2 separate regions of the Mus musculus genome follow, and region 1 is linked to region 2. A link is a contact called in public HiChIP or PLAC-seq data. All regions are on one chromosome and are shown on one strand. Each heading gives the region's core, a stretch centred on a gene start, on an enhancer-like site or on the middle of the called end of the contact. The rest is flanking DNA. Distances are from core to core; before and after follow the strand shown. Region 1 has its middle 7.9 kb from the start of Gm22740. Region 2 has its middle 18 kb from the start of Asphd2.

Region 1 (7,901 bases), core at 4,708-7,207, 640 kb before region 2:
CTCACTCATGACTTGCAAACCTGCCCCCAGGAGCTCAGAAGGCGGGGATGGGAGGGGGCAAGCATTCTTTGGATGCTGGTTGGAACAGATATAATGAAATGGTCCTAGAGTCGAGGCCCCTAATCCCACATGAGGTGTCCTTATGAGAAGGAGAAATAGACACAAACACACAGCCATGGAGAGTTATGTGGGATTGCTGGTCTCGCTGTCAACTTGATGGGACTCACCTGTGGGACATGCTCTGTGTGAGTCTTCGAGGGGATGGCCAGGAAGAGTAACCAAGGGTGATGCCCACCCTCAAGAAGCAGCACCTTCCAACGGAAGGCTTGGATATAAAGAAGTGTACTGATGGGGGGCAGGTGGGCCCACCTGCCTCCACTCCTGCCCGAGAGAGTGCGACCGCTGCTGTGGCTTGTCCTTCGTGGACACTAGCCTTCAGTGTCTTCAGCCTTGCTGTGTGGACTCGACACCAGCCCCCCCACAGAAACTTCTTGAAGAGCTATCCTGGGACTTCCTTGCATCTAGCTTCATTGACTGAAAGGCCCCTGGGTTCTCTGGATATTCACTGTGGGAGGAGCCATTGTTGGATGATCAAGCCCGGCTGAGCCAACGAAATAATTATCTTTTTTATTATGTATTTTACTACATCATTTCTTTATTGGTTCTGTCCCTCTAGGGAGCCCCAACACACCACACTAAGAACGGTATATTGCTTTCATCACCGGAGTAAGAACGTTGGAGGCAGCAGACTGGTGGAGCTGGCTCCCTGCAACCTGTGGGAGGAGCTGATCTGACAACACTTCAACCAAACAGGAACAACACCCACCTAGTTCTCTGTCCCAGACCCTCCCCCTCCCCTGCCCCAACTCACAGGATGGTGGCAAGAGAAAAGAGCCACCCCTAGGACAGATGAGGTCATCCTAAGTGTCGCAGTTTAAGTGGAGGTGTGGAGGTGTGGAATTTCCCAGGTGAAGTTGAGGTGATCCTTGGGGTGTTGGCATCCTCACTTCGTGGCGATGGCTTCCAGGAGCCAGTGCCCCAGGAGGAAGGTGCAGCTGAGTGACACTTTCTGAGTAGCTCCTCTTTCTCCCGAGGCATCCCAGGTCAGGTGGAGATGCTCAGGTTTGGGAGGAAGGGGCAAAGGTCTCACCAGTCAATGAGGCTATCTAGTGGTGGCCATCCTCAGAAAACAACCCCACCTTCCATTGAGACTCTGGAACATAGGGCGTGGCTTCCATAGGGTGGGACAGGGACTTGGTGTGTGAAATCCAGCAGGTCATAGGTTCTCTTGGGCCTGGATTCAAGGACTTGGTGGCTAGTCTTAGTCCCTGGCCCCCTTGGTCACTGTAGGGTGTTTTCTGTCCACCCCGCCCCCTTCTTTCATCCCCCACTTTTCCTGGAAGGCCACATACCGTCTCTCTGGCCTCCAAGGACCTATCAGCCCCTCTTCCCAGCCTTCGGGGAGCCATTTCCCGCACTGGCCACGAGGTGTCAGCAAAGTGCCATCCCCAGCATTCTGTCAGTCGCCGAGGTGAGCAGGGCCTCGCGTGCGCCCTGGCAATTGAATTGCTGGGAGGCTGAGCCCTCGGGGGTCCAACGCAGGAGCACTCGCAAGGACTCTGGAAATACAAGATGAGTGCAGGGAATGATCAGCATTTCGTCTCATGCTTCCAATCCCCGGCACAAAAGAACACAAACCACCACGGAGACAAAATAAATAAAACTGTTTTATTTTTGGCCTCATAGAGGCCAGGTCGCTTGGAGTCGCTCAGTTTCTTTTGGGTCTCTGCGCTGACCGCCTCGCGTGGGCACCCACGAGCCTTTCTGGTGCCTTCCGCACGAAGGACCCTGCGCATGTGTAAATCACAGCACCGACCAAGTCCCACGAAACTTCAGGAATCTTAAATTTGAATTTCAGTGGTGGAGCACGCCTTTAATCCCAGCTCTTGGGAGGCAGAGGCAGGTGGATTTCTGAGTTTGAGGCCAGCCTGGTCTACAGAGTGACTTCCAAGACAGCCAGGGCTACACAGAGAAACCCTGTCTCGAAAAAAACCAAAAAACCCGGATCTTTCTTAGGCCCTCCCAGCCCCCAAGCATTTAAAATATGAAAACATTGTGTAAAAGGATTTGTTGTGTGGCTGGGAACACACTGGCGCCATCCTAAATACCACATTCCCACATGGCAAGTGTTCCATGAAATTTTGTAGTCACGGAACAAAAGAAAGTCACAAATCAAGGCACTTTTAAAACACTAGAGGTGGCATCAGGTAAGAGGGTTACAGTAACGCAGAGACATCACAGCTACATCCCAGGTGCTGTCCGATAGCTTTCTCAGCCTGTTGGTTGGTGGACACTAGGGGTGTGTTCATACATTACAAAGGAAGTACCTAATGGTTGCAAAAGCAGCTGGATCAGGCACGGAAAAAGTCAATATATATCAAAGGGCCAAAGATACCCCAAGATCATTTGGCCCTGGACTTGGCAACATTTCAACCTGCCCATGTTGCTACATTTCTGATCAGCCACCTAGCCTTGGTAGACTTTCTATTGCTATGATAAACACCTCGAACTTAGGGAGGAAAGGGTTTATTTGGCTTACACTTCCCCATTGCTGTTCATCACTGAAGGAAGCCAAGACAGGAACTCAAGCAGGGCAGGAACCTGGACGCAGGAGCTGATGCAGAGGCCATGGAGGGATGCTGCTTATTGGCTTGCTCCCTGTGGCTTGCTTAGCCTGCTTTCTTAGAGAACCCAGAACCACCAGCTAGCTCAAAGATGGCTCTGCCCACAATGGGCTGGGCCCTCCCCCATCGAAAATATCCCACGTTTGCCTACAGTCTGATCCCATGGAGGCGTTTTCTCAACTGATGCTTCCTCCTCTCTGATGACTCTAGCTTGTGTCTAGTTGACACAAAACCAGCCAGTACACAGACAGCCTTTTTCCTCCAGTTCTCCTTCAGAACATAGATCAGGGTAGCTCTGCTGCAGGCCTCAGGTGATATTTGGTGACATTCTTAGCTCTTGGGTTGGCTAGTGACATGTTAACATCCTTCAAAAATGTTTCTCTTGGAAGTCAGACGTTCTGGCATCCCTCGCTCAGCCATCTTCCCCGCCCCTCTGTCTTTCCTTCCTCCAGCTCCAGATAGGGGCTTTCTATCTGCCCACATCGACCCTGATTCATCTACCCTCACCAGACCCCCACCATCAGCTCATCAGCCCCTCCCCCCGCAACTGTGTTGGCCCATAGCAGGCTTCCCTATTGGACTTTGAGCTTCACCTGGACAGAACCCTGGTTAGCTCACCCCAGGGTCCCCAGTGTGTCACACAGCCCCTGAGACAGAGCAGGTATGTGACAGCTCATAGCCGAGCAAACGTGTGAAGGCGTCCCCTCCTTACCTCCTTACCCCCAGATTTCAAGTGCAGATATTCTTGGTAGGAAGGAATCATTGGGGGCTCACAGTGGGGTGTGCCTTCACTTGTACCCCAGGGAACTCACTCCACCTTGGCTGGATGGGGTCCTAGGACCGCTGTGTCTCCTCTCGGTTTCTCTACCTTCCCACCGTCTCACTTGCACATGCGCTCATGGTGTGAAAGACAGATCCACCAGGAGCCAATGGCTTTTATTTGAAGTCTGTTCCACTTAGCAGCGGCCTTTGCCACTCCCGCAGGCTCCCATCAGGCACTGGAGAAGCCATCAGCACCTGGCTTATTTGCTTCCACACAACGGTGGATGCCTCACACCTGACACAGGAGCCACAGAGTGAGAGATGGAAGATTGCTCATTTCCCCAGCTGCCCGTGGGTTCTTTGCAGCCTCTGCCCCACGTTGCATCTCAGCCTCTCTGGCTGGACATTGGGTGGAGGGGATGGAGAGTGAGGATCAGAGCTTTTGGAGGTTTCTTGTAGAGATGTCGGTGGCCTGGCACAATGGTCCCAGGTTTTTAAAAAAACGCTGTCTCATTATTTCATTATTTTATGTGTATTCTTGTTCTTCATGTATGCTTGTGAGCCTTTGCATGCCTGATGCCCCCAGAGACCAGAAGAGAGCATCAGTCCCCGTCCCCCGCTCCCCGGACCTGGAGTTATAGATAGTTGTAAGCTACCATGTGGGTACTGGGACCAGACACCAGGTCCTCTACAGGAGCAGCTGGTGCCCTTAACCATTGGGCCATCTTTCTAAACCTACACAGGTGGTTTTGTAGCTTTTTGGCTAATTCCTTGGACCGTGTCCTTCTCCTTACTGAAGTGAAGTCTCAGTGAAGGCAGATGCCAGACCCAGTTCCCAGTTTGTTTAGTCCCCAAAGAGTAAACAAAAGGAGAGAGTAAAAAGAGAAAAAGAGAAGGAACTCTGTAGAGCTCTTTCACACACCATTCACACATGGCTGTTCACACACATACCCGTCCACACATGGGTACATGGGTGCTCATACACACACACACACACACATACACACACACACACACACACACACACACACATCCACATATGGTTGTTCACATGCACACACCCATCCACACGTGGCTGCACACACACATGCACACACACACACACACACACACACACACCATCCACATGTGGCTGCACACACACATGCACACACACATACACACACACACACACACACCATCCACATGTGGCTGCACACACACATGCACACACACACACACACACACACCATCCACATATGGCTGCTCACATGCACACACCATGTACATGTGGCTCCTCACACACATATACACACTCACAAACACACACACACACCATCCACATGTAGCTGCTCACATGTACATCCATTTACATATGGCTATTCATGTGCACACACCATTCATATGTGGCTGTATACACACACACACACACACACACACACACACACACCATCCTCAAGTGGCTGTTCACACACACATGTGCTTCCACACCTGCATCTAACCCCTAACTTACTTCTGTGTTTTCATCTACTCATTTGGACTCTCTCCACAGACTTTTGGCCATGGACCGGGTACTGTGGGAACTGGGCTGTGGAGGAAGAGCAGGCATCTTTGTCAGCCAGGGAGCATCTGTGAAGTAGCACGGACAGCCCATTTGGCCTCTCAACTGTTTCCACAGCATCGGTTGTTTTTAATGAAAAGAACTGGAGTTCAGCCTTGATTTATACAGGAAGTTGTTAGAAAACAACAGAGAAGAAAAGCAACACACACACACACACACACACACACACACACACACACACACACACAGCTCTGGGAAGGTGCCAGGGGGACGGAGACGTCCACCTTTTCCAGGGAATGCACTGGTGAGCTCTGGACAAATTCAGAGTGAGGTGTCCCCTGGTGCCACGGCCTTGAGGACAGTGCATGTGGATGCTATGGGATGTCGAGGCTGGCCTCCACTGTGTGAGAAATGTGAACAGACTTCACCCTGTGTCTGGGACACTAGGGTGCAGGGTGAGACCTCTGAGGGCTTGTGTGGGAGGTGAGAGAGCTTCCTATGTGAGGATGCTCTGTGGTCCTCTCTTTTACATGCGCTGATGAGTCAGAGTGTATTATTCTGCTTTCTGCTTGAGATATTTTGTTTACAGAGTTCCCACAGATACTGTGTTCTGTTGTAACCAGTTTTGCTGGTTCAGAGAAATGTGTGTGTGTGTGTGTGTGTGTGTGTGTGTAACTGTCACACAAAACCAGGCTCAGATGTGATGTATGGGAAACTATATGATGTTCCAATCCACACAGCTTTCTTTGAGATTGCACTCCTTGGGCATGTGTTGTGGGTGTCTTGGAGGAAGGAGACAGGCTCAGAAGGGCTGGGAGACTTGTAGACTCTGACTGGGTAGACTCTGCTGGTGGGCTCAGCATCACAGCACTCAGGGACCTGCCAGTCTCATTCCATAGTCCCCACTGTGCCCTGGCCTGAACCCCAAGCTTGGCCCCCTACTGTGTTTTTGCAGGGAGTGGAGCACATACAAACTGGACCACATGGCCTCTCAGAAACTGCCACCAAGTGCTGGTATCTTAGCAACCACAGGATCAAAACAAGCTTGGAATAAAAGATGGGGAAGGAGGGAGAGGAAACAACCCCCTGGACCCCATCACCTGACCCACTGAGGGAGTTGGAGCACCTGACTGAGTCTGTGGTTTGCAATTCTTTTGAGGAATTCCCACCCCAATGCTGTTTACTGCTACAGACTGTGCTGGGAGTAGAGAAGCACATTTCAAAATACACAAAAGGGGACAGTGTCCTTGGGGGTACGGGTTCTGGGGATGACAAAGCAAGCGGGTACCTCAATATCCCAGGGTCCAGGGATCACATAGGGTTGGGGAGCACCTAAGGTAGGGAGTACTTGAGGTGAGGCCATCTCATCGGGGAGCACTCCAGGTAGGGAACTTTACAGTGGGGAGCACTCCAAGTAGGAACTTTAAAATGGGGAGCACTTTTGGGTGGAAGGAAGTACCTATGGTGGGAGCATCTGGGAATAGGGAGTACCTGGGGTGGGGAACCACCTGGAATGGGGACCACCTGGGGAGAAGAGCATCTGGGTAGGGTCTGCATAGTCTTTGAACTATATTCACTTCAGCCCAGGAGCCTCTGAGCCTCAGCCTGGTGGCTCTGTGGCCCCTATTGATGGAACCATAGATGGCTAAGCTATGGAAGATCATCCCTATGATCTCGAGTCTTTATTTAAGAAATGTGTTGTTGTAAAAGAGTCAAGCACATATGATGACATTTGGAGCCAGGACACCTCTCCTGAGGGAGAAGCCCAGTTTCTCAGCTCCAGTGGAGCACAGATATCATCAGAGCCCATGGGGCGTCCTGTATCTAAGACCCCATACCCTCTTAATCAGCTACAGTTGGGTCAAAACCACCTGGAAAGTGTCACATCCATACTGAACATTGAGGTGGCTTGAATGAAATGCACCCCCACTCCGCCCCCAATCCTGGCCATTTGAAGAGCTGGTTCCCAGTTAGCACTGTTCCTCGAGCTTTGGGTGGCCTGGCCTTGATAGTGAAGTACATCACTGGGTAAGGGGACTTAGGCGTTGGAGGAGGTAAATCACTGGGGCCTGGGCTTTGGAAGAAGAGCTTCATTGGGAGGTGGGCTTTGGTGGGGGGGGTACGTCATTGGGAGGGGGTGGGCTTTGGGGGGAAGTATGTCACTGTGGATTGGCTTTAAGAGTTTAAAAGACCTTGCTCTACTTCTCGTTGCCTCTCCTTGTTTTCTGGTTGGAGTTAAGCATGTGAGTTCTTGGCTGCCTGCTCTGCTGTTTGCTGCCATGTTTCCCTGCTAAGATGGTCTCATCCCTCTGCAATCATAAGTCCAGAGAAACTTTTTGTCTCTAAGTGCCATGGTCATGGTATCTTACCACAGCAACAGAAAGATAGTGAATACAAACATTTTGGACAGGTTTACCCTGAAGTTGTTCACTGGATCAGGTAGATAAGAAGGACCACAGCATCCAGCTAGGGTTGCACTATAAGTCCTCTGAGATGACTGTGCAGAGTGTGTGTGTGTGTAGTGAACTTCTATGGAAACACTGTATCTGTCCATGAGCCTGGCCAGCAATATTGTGTCCAAAGAGCCTGGCAGCCTCCTTATATCTTCCAGCATCCTAGAACCAGCCTGAGACATGACATGAAGGGACAAACCTGGCAGTGGCATGACATCTGCTGAAGGCAGTGTTTTTACACCTTTACCTGGCACTGTTGGGTAGTGGTGGTGGCGGTGGTGGTGGCGGTGGTGGCATGTTAATAGGATCATTTGATGCGCTGAGCCTTTTGGATCCCCACTTACAACTAAGGAAAAAGTGCACAGAGATGTCTAGTCATTTTCTAAAGTCACCGAGCCATGACTGGAGAACCAACACTGAGCCCAGTGTGGCTGTTGGAGAGTTATGTAACCAGCCACTGTG
Region 2 (7,442 bases), core at 3,797-6,296:
CTCTGGATACTCAAGGATAACCTGCCATGGGACCACCTCTCACAGGCCTCCTTGTGCAGAATTGTAGCCATAGAGCACAGAGGGTAATGGTTGTACTTGATGTGAATGTGTGATTGCTGAAGCCAGCCTGGGCTATGTGTGACCCAGAAGAGGGGAGAAAACGAACCTCTGAATGTGGGAGGTGAAAAAAAAAAGGCAGCATGGGCTCAAGAGCGAGCAAGAGAGAGGGGGGGAATGCTCCTCCCCACCACTCCATACTTGAAAATAGGTCACATGTGACCTAGAATTAACAACAATCCAAGCACCTGGGAGGGCACACCTGTGATGGCACACCTGGGAGAGCACACCTGTGTGGAACACCTGGGAGAGCACACCTGGGAGGCTACACCTGGGAGGGCACACGGGGGAGGGGTTTCAATGATTGGATGATTTGAAGTGGAAAGACCCACCCTAAATCTAGATCATCTGAGGAAAAGCATGTGCATGAGTATGTGCAAGTGTGTGTGTGTGTGTGTGTGTGTGTGTGTGTATGCATGTTTGTGCCTGTATGTATGTGTGTGCAAGTTTTTGAGGATGTGTGAGTGTGTGTGTTCACGTGTGTGTGCATGTGTGTATGTGTGTGAGTGTGTGTGCATGGGTGTATGTGTGTGAGTGTGTGTGTGTGCATGTATGCATGTATGTGTGCATATATGAAGGTGTGTGTGCAAGTGTGTATGTGTATGTACGCATGTGTGTATTCCAACAGTTCTGTTCCCCTAGAAAACCCTTACTTATACATCATTCATCTCTACACTTTTCCTGCAGGGAGCTGGCTGTTTTCTCTGGATAATGACATCTGATGAAATGGGCTCTATCCAATGAGCAGAATTCTGTCTGGAGAAATGCAGGCTGCCTTTCACTCTTGGCAGAGAAAGAGAAACCAAGGTCATTGCTATCTCTCCCTTGCTCATGAAGCATGCCCAGATTATAGAATGAATGAATGAAAAAAAAATACACACACACACACACACACACACACACACACATATATATATAGAGAGAGAGAGGGAGGGAGAGAGAGAGGGAGAGAGAGAGGACAGCAGAGAGAGACAGAGACACAGAAAGACAGAGAGAGACAGACAAAGACAGAAATAAAGATACAGCTACAGGCACAGATACAGATGATAGATAAAGATTTGCATGATTACCATGATCTCCTGGCTCCTGAAATGTTTTACTCAGAGACTCACTTCTAGTACTACAAAGATGTTTAAAGCACTTAACTTCTAGACCTGTCTCAAAAAAAGGGGAGGGGTGTAGCTCAGTCTAGAGGGAGTGACTATACTCAGTCCATGGGAAAATCTGACTTCTACTGAGATTTTGCAAGGGGGATGAGTGGGAAGCAAAGCGCCAGGCCCACTACAGGGAAACCCCTTTCAAATCCTCTGTCTGCTTCTGCCCTAGTCACGTAGTCCCTAAGATTTCTTCCAGGCTCTGCTCTTCCCAAACTTGGGCAACTCTCAGACCCAGGGCGCTGCCCCTCTCATCAGCCTGTCTGAACACCCCCCCCCCCCGCAAAAGAAAACAACCAAAAACCACAAGATACACAGTGTTTTTTTTTTTTTAATAAGCAAAAAGCACATAAATCAAAAGGCATGTGTGCCTTTAACTCTGCGCTGCCCAGCCATGGTTCTGAAGTCCCTGGATACTGTGTAGTCAGCGATATGCATCATGTCTCAACCTGAGCGAATGGGGGAAAACGGAATTTGAATCCTACTAATACTGAAAACAATGTTACTATTGGAAATTAAAACCATTGTGAGACCACATGCCTCAGCTCACTGGCATGTCTATCACCAAAAAAAAAAAAAAAAAAAAAAAAAAAAAAACTATAACGAATGTCAGAAAGGAATCAGAGAGAAAGGAACCCTATTCACTGTGGGTGGGAATGTGAATTAATAAAGACATTTTGGAATTCACTCGGGGTTAATAAAAAAATAAAAATAGAATTATGACATGACCCAGCTACCACTCCTGGGTGTATGTATACCCAGAGAACTCTATACCCTTCGCAGAGATATTTGAATGCCATATTTATTGCTGCTCACTAAAACAAAGAAGTAGAATCAACCAAGTTGTCACCAAGTGGATGGATAATGAAATTTTGGTGTATAGGCACAGACTGGAATAGTAGTCAGCTCTAAAAAAATGAAATCTCAAAATCTGCAGGAAAAAAAATGGTTTGGCTTAGAATATTTATTGTTAAGTGAGGTCACATAATAGCAGAAAGAGATAAACCACTCACCTGTGGAATCTAGAAATAACATATGTATCTATGCAAACCAATGTACACGTAGGTACAGTATACCATGAAGACAAAACACAGCTGGACAGTGGTGGTGGCACACACCTGGGACCCCAGCACTTGGGAGGCAGAGGCAGGCAGATCTCTGAGTTTGAGGCCAGCCTGCTCAATAACAGGTAGAGTGAGTTCCAGGCCAGCCAGGACTACATGGAGAAACACTGTCTTGAAACCCCCCTTCCCCCAAAGAAAGAAAGGCTGAATATTTGGGGAGGGGGAAGGGGAGAACAGGCTGAACACAGGCAACGAACAAGACTCATGAGAGGAGATGCGGGGATGATTGTTTTTCTAGTTCTATATGCATTGTGAGTTTTTCATTTTTGTGGTGACTTTTTCTATAGTTGTTCTATATTCTCGTTCTATAGTGAGAGCATAAAATCTCCAGTGTCTGCCCCAAATGCAAATTCTAACAGGATAGGGCTTTATGGAATTGCATGGTCTTTACATCTAGTTAATATCAGTGTGTGGTTGCTTTTATTTGCAACTTTTTTCCATTAATTTATTTATTTGTTCGCCTTACATTCTGGTCGCTGCCTTCCCGTCCTCCTGTATTTACAACTTTTTAATAACAAAGTTTAATATGAACTTCAACTTTAGCTGGCTGTGACGTTAGGGGTGGGTTTGTAATTATAGTTACACATTTATTTAGTCAGTGTGTGTGTGTGTTTGTGTATGTCAGGGTGTGTGTCTGTGTGTGTGTCAGTGTGTCTATCTGTATGTATATCTCTGTGTGTCTGTGTCTGTAGCTGTATGTGTGTCTATGTCTGTTTGTCTGTGTGTATCTCTGTGTATCTGTGTCTATGTGTGTGTGTGTCTGTGTATCCATGTCTGTGTCTCTATGTGTGTGTGTGTGTGTGAGAGAGAGAGAGAGAGAGAGAGAGAGAGAGAGAAGGTCATAGGACAATTTGCAACAGTTTGTTCTTGCCTCACACTTGACAGGTTCCAGAACTGAACTCCAGTCCTAGGACTTGGCAGCAGGCATCTTTGCTCACTGAGCCAGCTGACTCACTAGTCCTGCAGCAGGCCCTATGGCCTTCTTGAGATCCACTCACTGCTCTGCAACCTATGGACACCTTTCTGGTGCATATGAACACCTCTTAAGAGGATCAAGCCTATTGTCTCAGTTAAGGTTTTACTGCTGTGAACAGATACCATGACCAAGGCAACTCTTATAAGGATGACATTTAATTGGGGCTGGTGTACAGGTTCAGAAGTTCAGTCCATTATCATCAAGGCAGGAACATGACAGCATCCAGGCAGGCACTGTGCAGGAGGAGCTGAGAGTTCTACATCTTCATCTGAAGGCTGCTAGAAGACTGATTTCCAGGCAGCTAGGATGAAAGTCTTAAAGCCCACGCCCACAGTGACACACCTACTCCAACAAGGCCACACCCACTCCAACAAGACCACGCCTTCTTCAACAAGGCCACACCTACTCCAACAGGGCCGTCAGCCCTGTGTGTGAGTCCAGGTGTTTTTTCCTATGCTTTATTATGTGTGAAATAGATAGGCATTCTAAATGTCACATTCTGGCCAAGTTGGGTGGTACAAGCCTGCAATACCAGCTCCTGGGAAGCTGAGGCTGGGGGATCGCAAGTCTGGGCCAACCTGAACTGTGTAGTAAGTATGAAAAAAAAAAAAGCCATGTGGTGACTGCAATGAGTTTTCAATGCAGGACCAGTCCGGAAGGCAGGAAGTACCCTTTCTTAGTGCCCAGATCCGACATCTTTTCCTGCCATATCTGTGATACACTGCTGCGTGCCCTTTGATGTCTGCCCTTCCCTCACCGTGCCTTTTGCTCACTCTCATGTAACTAGAAAGAAGTAGGGAGTGCCGCCGTGCCCTGTCTCTGTAGCTGATGTGGGTTCTTTGAGGGTGATGGAGTCTTAGCTCTCTCAGTAGGTTTACCTGGGGGTAATCAACAGCCCCCAGAAACACCTCAAGCCGATGACTTAGCCTGCCCTTGTCTCTCACCCAAGAAGAATCAGGGCAAGAAGAGCAAATGTAGTTTTACTAAGGAAAAAAAGTGGCAGGGATTGGGTGGGGGAGCTCTGAGGGAGGAATGCCGAGATGTGGTCTTCCCAATGGCCTCTGGGAATTAGATAGAGGCAGAGATCGTCCTGTGCGGCTGCAGCAGTCATGGCCCCCACATTCTTGGACATTTAAAGGGAGATCACATGGCTGTGGATTGACCAGGAGGTTCCCCCGCAGAATTCCAGAGCTGAGAAAAGACGGGCATTGTCCTCCCCCACACATGCAAATATGCGAAACCCACAAACTCCTAGAGCAATCAGTCCTGCCTGAAATTTGCTGAGAACCAATACCTGGGGCTGCTAAGAATATGTCCCACCAGAAATAAATTTTCCGAGCCAGGCAATGCCAGCCAGTTATGAAGTCGCCCCACCTAGCCAGCTCGACAATCACGGGAACAACACAGGTGTCAGTCACCACACCTGCTCCACTGGTGGCTTCAAAGGCGAAGACATTTGCAACAGTGACTTAATGACGGCTCCCAGGCCCCAGAGGCTGGAGTGGGGGTGGAGCTCATCCCACTCTGCTTCTCTTCCTCGAGAAGGTCAAACTGACATGGTCAGAGGAAACCCCAAAGCACAGTCCTCTCACCGTCTACTTTAACCAACAGACTGACAGGCATTCCCGGGTGGCACCCTATGCGCCGAACCTGCCACCGCCTCTTCAAAACACTGCTGGTTTCCATGGAAACCAAAAAAAGCACTCGGGCTGGGAGAGCTACTGGGAATTGCAAATTGAGATGCCCCAAACTACCCCTGCAGCACATTTCTAAGCCCTCATTTGGAAAAAGAAACAGTAGCTCAGGTTTGCACTGGGGACAGGGGCTGAAGGGTAGGGGGGTGAGGGTGGGGGCACATTAGGAAGCCCTTAAAAAAACTCGAGAGCATTTCCAGCGCCCAACATCCTGTCTGACCCTGGTATACTTTCTAGATTCCAACATCCTAACTGGATTGCTTCCTTTTCAAAAGAAGCTCCCTCCCGGGAGACGCAGAGAGGGTGTATCTGGGATGCACAGGCTTCTGGAGTTAGGGTCCTGTCTGCTGTTTATAAGGCTCATGTTGTGACAAGGCAGCACAGGTCACAATGATGCCTGCGGTCAGGACGCCAACACAGAGTCCTCTGCTGCTGATCTCTCTCCTCCCCAGGCTGAGAGAGGGCTGTTCGCACAGAGATGATTATATTTCTGTTCTCAAAATCCGCTATCTGAGACGGGAATGCAAAATGAAAGGCAAGGGTTTCTACAAACAGATGCCGGGCTGGCGCAGCACAGGAAGGGATTTTAAAAAGACAGCTAAAGACAAGTCATCTTTAAAAAGTTCTTAGAGCAAAGATACAGACCAAAGCTAGGCATGGCAGCACAGACTGTAAGGCCTTGCTTGTGGGGCAGAGGTAGGTGGATCCGGACATGAGGTTAGCTCAGACTACGTGAGACCCTGACTCAAAACAAAGTAGCTAGACAAAGTGAATTTTTCCATCTTTTCTTTTTCCTTTTATGAAGTCCAAGCTTGGCAGCTGGTTGCTTTTCTTGGGCTTGGATACCTTTGTGGGCCATGCATGTGTACCGTGCATGGATGCTATGGACGGATGCATGAGGACCTGACTTCAGTCCCCAGCAAAAAGGCAGGCTTGGTGGCATCCATTTGAAATCCTAGCACTGGGGTGGAAGATAGGAGGATGGCTGAAGATCTCCGCCAGTCTGCCCATAGGATACACTGTTTCAAGAAACAGGCACACGCCTTTAATCCCAGCACTCGGAGGCAGAGGTAGGCGGATTTCTGAGTTCGAGGCCAGCCTGGTCTACAAAGTGAGTTCCAGGACAGCCAGAGCTATACAGAGAAACCCTGTCTCGAGAGAGAGAGAGAGAGAGAGAGAGAGAGAGAGAGAGAGAGAGAGATGGAAGGCATCTGAGGAAAGACACCAAAGTTGTTTTCTGACCTCTACATGCTCATAGGTGCACACACAATGGCACACTGCTTCCCTGTTTCAAATGTGTGCCATCACATCCGTCCCTCCAGCTGCCCAAGAGAGAAAACTGAGAATAACTCTGTCCCTTCTTCAGCCCTTCATTCACTCTCTCACTGTCTCCATCCACTGCCATGACAACAGGCTCACGGCGTGCTTCTTTATAAGGGCTGGGGCCAGCCTGGGTTACAGGGTTCCAGCCTAGCCTAGGCTACAGAGTGAGATGGTTTCAAGTACTCTGTTTTTATTTAGGACACAGTCCTGGAGGCACAGAGGTTGAGATCCTGATCTACTAATGGCCTTCATGCTGCCTCCATCCCAAGATGTCACAGAATATCGTGTGGCAAGAGACAGCAGCAAGTTCGTGTGTGTCTGGTCTCTCTCCTTCTTCCTCTAAAGCCACCAGAAATCAGTCATACAGGCTCACCCTCATGACCCTGGCCTGTCCTAATCACCTGAGACCACACCCCGAATGCTTAGTTGGATTTCTTGTATCATTCAGAGCCTAATGACAGGGACCAGACTTCAGCATGAGTTCAAATCATAGCCTCTTCCAACAACTGTATTCACTGTATGTTCAGTCTATGTTCCCTGTATGTTCAGTCTTTGTTCCCTGTATGTTCAGTCTATGTTCCCTGTATGTTCAGTCTATGTTCCCTGTATGTTCAGTCTTTGTTCCCTGTATGTTCAGTCTATGTTCACTGTATGTTCAGTCTATGTTCACTGTATGTTTATTCTATGTTCACTGTATGTTCACATCAGTACCACCACCATCAACCATCCTATTGCCATGGCAACACCAATCATCTACCATGCTTCACCCTCTGCACTGTCCCTGCCCTGCAAGATGCTCCAGGCAAGCTCGGGTCCCAGCTTGACTCTCTCACCAATGCTTTGTTATCAGAGATGGGCCTAGAGCCTCAAGCTTGTCTGCAAGTCTGGTGCATCTGGGCCATCTGTCTTGTCAGCATGCAGAGGCAAGTGTGTCACCCTCCCTGCCAAGCCCACTCCTCCGAGCCATTGAAACGCTGACTGTGAGCACACACTTCTCGGACACCAGCTAAACAAGTGCCTGTAGGGACAGCTGATGGTCGTGGGGGAGAAAAAG

What was found. HiChIP or PLAC-seq counts read pairs in DNA pulled down with a chosen protein or histone mark.
Region 1: a contact with region 2 is called in an H3K4me3 HiChIP or PLAC-seq map of forebrain, with 7 times the contacts expected there. The contact joins two enhancer-like sites. A contact is called at or near these places in 2 of 39 promoter capture datasets (cranial neural crest and second pharyngeal arch cranial neural crest), 2 of 15 datasets of contacts at CTCF or cohesin (embryonic stem cells and large pre-B cells), 5 of 484 Hi-C or Micro-C datasets (3T3-L1-derived adipocytes, the CH12 cell line, adipose-derived mesenchymal stem cells and 2 more) and 6 of 115 datasets of contacts at active chromatin or transcription factors (embryonic basal ganglia, embryonic forebrain, embryonic midbrain and 3 more).

The regions. Positions count from the first base shown.
Region 1 is chr5:113,048,122-113,056,022 of GRCm38.p6, reverse strand. No RefSeq gene overlaps it. Among named protein-coding and RNA genes, the nearest start is that of Gm22740, 7.9 kb to the right of the region's middle. Within about 2 kb of position 5,957, at least 20 of the 459 cell types and tissues checked have an H3K27ac peak or open chromatin away from gene starts, as enhancers often do. A contact at or near this core is called in forebrain, where this site is marked.
Region 2 is chr5:112,409,280-112,416,721 of GRCm38.p6, reverse strand. No RefSeq gene overlaps it. Among named protein-coding and RNA genes, the nearest start is that of Asphd2, 18 kb to the right of the region's middle. Within about 2 kb of position 5,046, at least 62 of the 459 cell types and tissues checked have an H3K27ac peak or open chromatin away from gene starts, as enhancers often do. A contact at or near this core is called in forebrain, where this site is marked.